Regions from separate parts of the Gossypium arboreum genome. Here region 2 is linked to region 1. The links are chromatin contacts, called in public Hi-C maps. All regions are on one chromosome and are shown on one strand. Each heading gives the region's core, a stretch centred on a gene start, on an enhancer-like site or on the middle of the called end of the contact. The rest is flanking DNA. Distances are from core to core; before and after follow the strand shown.

What was found. Hi-C and Micro-C count contacts between places; a contact is called where the count stands out from the background.
Region 2: a contact with region 1 is called in a Hi-C map of leaf, with 4 times the contacts expected there. The contact joins the promoter of LOC108485426 here to the promoter of LOC108486325 in region 1. A contact is called at or near these places in 2 of 5 Hi-C or Micro-C datasets (both in leaf).

Annotation. Positions count from the first base shown.
Region 1 is chr6:46,570,162-46,573,071 of ASM2569848v2, forward strand. LOC108486325 (eukaryotic translation initiation factor 3 subunit D-like) reads left to right here and starts at 1,451. Exons shown (of 2, transcript XM_017790321.2): 1 at 1,451-2,910. The coding sequence starts at 1,635.
Region 2 is chr6:46,987,198-46,990,107 of ASM2569848v2, forward strand. LOC108485426 (VQ motif-containing protein 4) reads left to right here and starts at 1,509. Exons shown (of 1, transcript XM_017789263.2): 1 at 1,509-2,651. The coding sequence starts at 1,700. The coding sequence ends at 2,437.

The sequences.
Region 1 (2,910 bases), core at 201-2,700:
TTTTTTCAAGTATGAATACATATATATACAACCTATATCCTTGTTATGGAACTTGACATGTGTCACAATCTTTCAGAATTGTCCTTATTTTAGTCTACGACCCTTGAGAAGAACATAAAGGATCATCCAATAAATTTATTTATACCAAACTCATCTACTCAATTGATCCCTAACTAGAATGTTTACAACGTAACTAGCACAATAATTTCAACCAAACTTGGCGTACAATATCTTTGGTGTTAACCCAACTTGCAATTTCTTCAATACTTTTACCGAGCTCTTTCTCTTTACAACTCAACACATTTTAAGGTCATTATTTACCTAATATATCAAATTTTTTTATGCGCCCATTCTATAGGCCTAAAAGAAACTATTGGGGGGATAGAACTACGCCACATATATTACTCTCAGTCTATGCGCCAAAACTTAAGACCCGCCAAAATAGGGATGCTACAGTTTATATAGAAACCAAAGATAAGAAAGTGATGAAAGTACTGTAGACAAAGGAAAGAAAGTGATAAAAGTGTGAAAGGAATAGAAAAGTAGCAAAGGGAGTGAAATCTAGCTAAAAAGAGTGTGCTGAAAGTGATCGTGTGGAAAGTGTTCGTGAGTGGCTTACCGAATCACATTGCATCAACACGGTAAGATGGAAAAGTATGAATTTCAATTTATGGACAATAATGTGGCATGTACTTATATAAGGAAGGTGTTAAATAGATAGTAAAATGCCTTGAAAACAAGTTCTGTTGAAGTGGGAATGTCTTGAAGATTGTATGGTTAATGATTAGTGATTGAACATGGATGAGTTACATGATGTTTTGAAGGATGTATTGAGGTATTTTAAAGATAATAATGGAACTTAAGTAATATATTAATATTGAAATGTGACATCTTTTGCTCGAGTTATTGATTTGACTCGTGTAAGAGATGTTACAATTGTTGATTCTATAAGAGTAGGGCCAAGTTGTATATCGAATCACATCCTAGTAGAGCACTATATGGTCTTACATTATACGATACCTATTTAGTGAAAGCCATATCAAGCTCCTCTGTATAACCCTCTTCGTTTTTAAGAAAACTCCAAGCACTTAACACACCGTTGAAACCCTACCTAACTTTTTACATCTTCTTTAATAGATTTTCGTGTACTAGTGTGAACCACATCCAACTATCGTCTCAACCTTGTTTAGTGCTTCTCGACACACCTTTGCGAACCATGTTCAACTATTGTCTAAATGTTGCATTGACAAAACTATTGCCATAACATTAAAAAAATTATTAATATAAGCCACTTACAAAGCTAAGCTCTTAATCTAAGTAATTAATATTTAAATTTTAATAGTAAAATGTTACTTAAAAATTAAATATAAAACCGCTTTTAAGTTTTGCATTAGTGCAAGCAGATTCTTTCCCACTTAAAATATATTTATATGAGTAGCACTCAGATAGTGGAGGCCCAATTAGAGATCCGAGTTCTCATATTAATCTAAACAAAGGGCCCAAATTCCTATGGTAAACCTGTCATTTAAGACAATCCCCTCCGCCGGTCTAGGGTTTTCTTTTATCTTCTTACACTGTTTTACTCTTTATACACTTCGGCTCCACTGCAAGAAAAATCTAGAGATCCGTCGACAATGGTAGGAGTTTTCGAAGTAGGCGCCGTTCCGTTTAATCCTGACGGCTGGGGTCCGCCCGACTCCACCACCGCCACCGCGCCGTCCACCACCACCACTCTCCCTCTTCACGTTCCTTTCGCTCCCTTCTCCCGCTCTGAAAAACTCGGCCGAATCGCCGACTTCACCCGATCTTTTGCAAATGCCAATCCATCTAACCGCCCTTCTTCAGGGAAGCCTGGCGCAGCCTCCTCAGAGTCCCCCTTCGATTTCTCGCTCGACCTCGATACTTTCCCTCTTGCAAACCCCGAAGACGATTCTTCCTTTCGTTTAGTCGACGCAAAGCCGCCTACTCGACCTAAATTTGGCCCCAAGTGGCGCTTCAACCAACACCGACCTCAACTTCCTCAACGGCGAGATGAAGAAGTTGAGGCCCGTAAAAGAGAAGCTGAAAAAGAACGAGCCCGACGTGACCGTCTTTATAATCTCAACCGATCGAACCAGAACCAGCAACGTCGTGAAGCTGCGATTTTCAAATCCTCCGTCGATATCCAACCAGAGTGGAACATGCTGGATCAAATCCCTTTCTCAACATTCTCCAAATTATCCTTTTCCGTTCCAGAACCTGAAGATTTACTTCTCTGCGGTGCTTTAGAGTATTACGATCGGTCCTTTGATCGAATTACCCCGAAGAACGAACGGAGACTCGAGAGGTTCAAGAACAGAAACTTCTTTAAAGTCACCACGACTGACGACCCGGTGATCCGAAGATTGGCAAATGAGGACAAAGCAACTGTTTTCGCCACTGATACGATTCTGGCAACGTTAATGTGTGCACCCAGGTCAGTTTATTCTTGGGACATTGTGATTCAACGTGTTGGGAATAAACTATTTTTCGACAAAAGAGATGGGTCACAGTTAGATTTGCTATCGGTCCACGAGACCTCTCAGGAGCCATTGCCTGAAGCTAAAGATGATATTAACTCTGCTTATTCATTGAGTGTTGAAGCAGCTTACATAAATCAGAATTTTTCACAGCAGGTTTTGGTTAGGGATGGGAATAAGGTTAGTTTTGATGAGCTGAACCCATTTGCCAATGAAGGTGATGAGGTGGCTTCTGTGGCATATCGGTATAGGAGGTGGAAACTTGATAATGATATGTATTTGATTGCACGGTGTGAGGTTCAGAGTGTTGTTGAGGTTAATAATCAAAAGTCTTTCCTCACTTTGAATGCGCTTAATGAGTTTGATCCCAAGTATTCTGGTGTTGATTGGAGGCAGAAGTTGGAAACACAAA
Region 2 (2,910 bases), core at 259-2,758, 420 kb after region 1:
CATCATAGTGTGGGGTATGATATCATTGAAGAAAATGGAGCATAAAAATAAAAGATTGGATGGTACTAACATGTTGCATACTTCATAGTTTCAGTTATAGTTATAGGTGAATTTGAGATCATCCATACTTCAAATATTACAAATTGTAATACTCTTCTAATAGTAAATTTTAACTTATTTTATTGTAATTCTTTAGATCTGTTTCGTTGATATAGTGCAATTACATTGTAATTCTATATGTCACATTTGACAGGACAAATTGTAATTACACAATTATATAACTTGTATTTTTAAAATATAATAATTACTATAAAAATATTGTCATGATAAAAGAATTTCTAAAAAAACAAAAATTCAAATTAAATTATCATATGTATTATGTTAGTCCAAAAAGTAATTTAGAATACGATTTCTAATAAAAATAACAAGAAAAATAAACATCATATATAATTTTATCTAATTGTTCTAGTGTTTCATATTTGTTGGGTTATTCGATTTTAATATTTAACATATGCTCCTTTTCATCAAATGTTGGTCATTGACCGAGTTTATCGTCATCTGATTTTGAATTTGTATAATTAAGATGATAAAAATCTCTTTATTCTATATATTATTTGAAGTATGGATCATTCCGAATCCACCTATGAGTGACGCTATGAAGTATGCAATATGCTAGTACGATCCATCTTTTTTTATGCTCCATTTTCTTAAAGAATATCATATCCCATAATATGATGTAAGAAAAATTTTTGTATTTGTATCATTAACAAAACTTTTGTATTTGTATTATTAACATTTATCATAAAATATTTAAGTTTACAATGCAAATAGTCTGTAGCCTTAATAATAAAAATTTATATAAACTTAATTTGAACAAAGAAATATGCTAGATTATAACATTTTCTTATAATATGTAAATTAAGTTAAAATAAGTCAAAATAATATAAAATTTATAATATATAACCTCTATAAAAAAATTTATAAAGTATTGATAACTTTTGTAACACTTTTTATAAATAAATATTTTTCCCATAATTTTAGAAAATTATCTTTTTATAAATGTTATAATAAAAAAAGTATACACTTTTTTATAAATAAATATATTATAACACTTTTATAAAATATAAATTATTTTTATAATAAACTTTTATCATAATTTTAAAATTTTAAATTTAAAAATATATTTTTGTTTTACTTTATAAATTATTTTCAAGATATACCTTTTAGAATTTATAATATAATAAACCTTTTACCATAAACATTCAACACACTCATTGATGCTTATACTTATAATATAAAATTTATAATTTAAATTTATATAAAATAATTTTTAAAATTAAAATTAAATATAAATTACCTTCCTAAGTATTTCAATTCTGACCCTCCTTTAAAAGTTAAGTTACAATTCAATAAAACCCATAAATTCCAATAATTACCCAATCATATTATTCAAATATTTACATCCATATGCAGATTACTTTCCAAATACTACCTTGATAATTAAATAAATACACGGTTTAGACAAAACAAAAACGACAGCCGAACCCAAAAGCTCGCAATCCACCAAAACATTTCTTACCAAACCAAAACCTCTATATCCCTGTCTCCTCCATTTCCTTTCATTTTAACCTTTTTTCCCCTTTTCCCAAGCATCCAAACAGAAACAAGAAAATCAACACAAAAGAAAAGGTAGCCCTAAATGGAAACCTCTACATGGCTGAGCCCAAATCCCAATTTCCTTCCTTCTCCCAAAACCCACAGTCCCAACAGCAGCATCAGTAGCAACACCACCGCCCCACCACCCCCGACTCCGCTGCCCCAGCAACCCAAACTCATCACCAGATCCGAATCCGCCAATCCTTACCCGACAACTTTCGTCCAAGCCGACACTTCGTCTTTCAAGCAAGTCGTCCAGATGCTCACCGGATCCTCCGAGACCGCCAAGCTTGCTTCTTCCATTAACTCAACTTCCTCCCCTCACTCCGATCCCAACCTCAAAACCCACATCCCGCCGATCAAGTCCATCCCCAAAAATAAGCAAAACTCTGGGTTTAGACTTTACGAGCGAAGGAGCTCTCTCAAGAACCTCAAGATCAACCCCTTGAACCCGGTTTTCAACTCTAACAATTCAGGATTTTCGCCCCGAAAACCCGAAATACTCTCCCCTAGCATTCTTGACTTCCCGTCTTTGACTCTTAGCCCGGTTACTCCCTTGATATCCGATCCCTTTGATCGATCTGGACCTGGAAACCACGCCGATTGTATTAATAATATCGCCAACTTAGACAAGGAAGCTGAAGAGAAAGCAATTAAAGAAAAGGGTTTTTATTTGCATCCATCGCCGGCCTCTACACCACGAGATACTGAGCCTAGGCTTCTCCCTCTTTTTCCAGTTACTTCACCTAGAGTTTCAGGTTCTTCTACTTCTTCAAACTAAGAAAAACAAATCATTTTTATTTTTGTCTTCTTTTGATGATGTTGTAAGATTTTTTTTATATATTGTTGGGCACTGAAGATGAGGAATGTTAAAAAAAGGGCCGAGAAATGATTTGTAATCTTGGATACTTCAAGAGGAAATCTTTGCTTTTTTACTTCTTCTGCGATGTTTGGATGCTGGGAAATTTTAAAAGTATGATTCTAGTTAAAAACAATTTATTTATCTTAGTCAAATGAGGAATTTAAATTTTGGTAATTTGAGAAATTAAAGTGATTATTGCGCAAATAGATGACTGATTTGAATTGGAATCAATGAGTGACTATTAATGGCCAAGAAAAAAAAGTGACTATTACTAGTTTTTCTTAATTTTCTTTTGGATGATGTGTTATAAGGAGGAATTTGTATTTTGAAAATATTTAATGCAGTATTTAAATGGTCCTTTTATGTATTATTTGGTATTTATAGTTTCATTA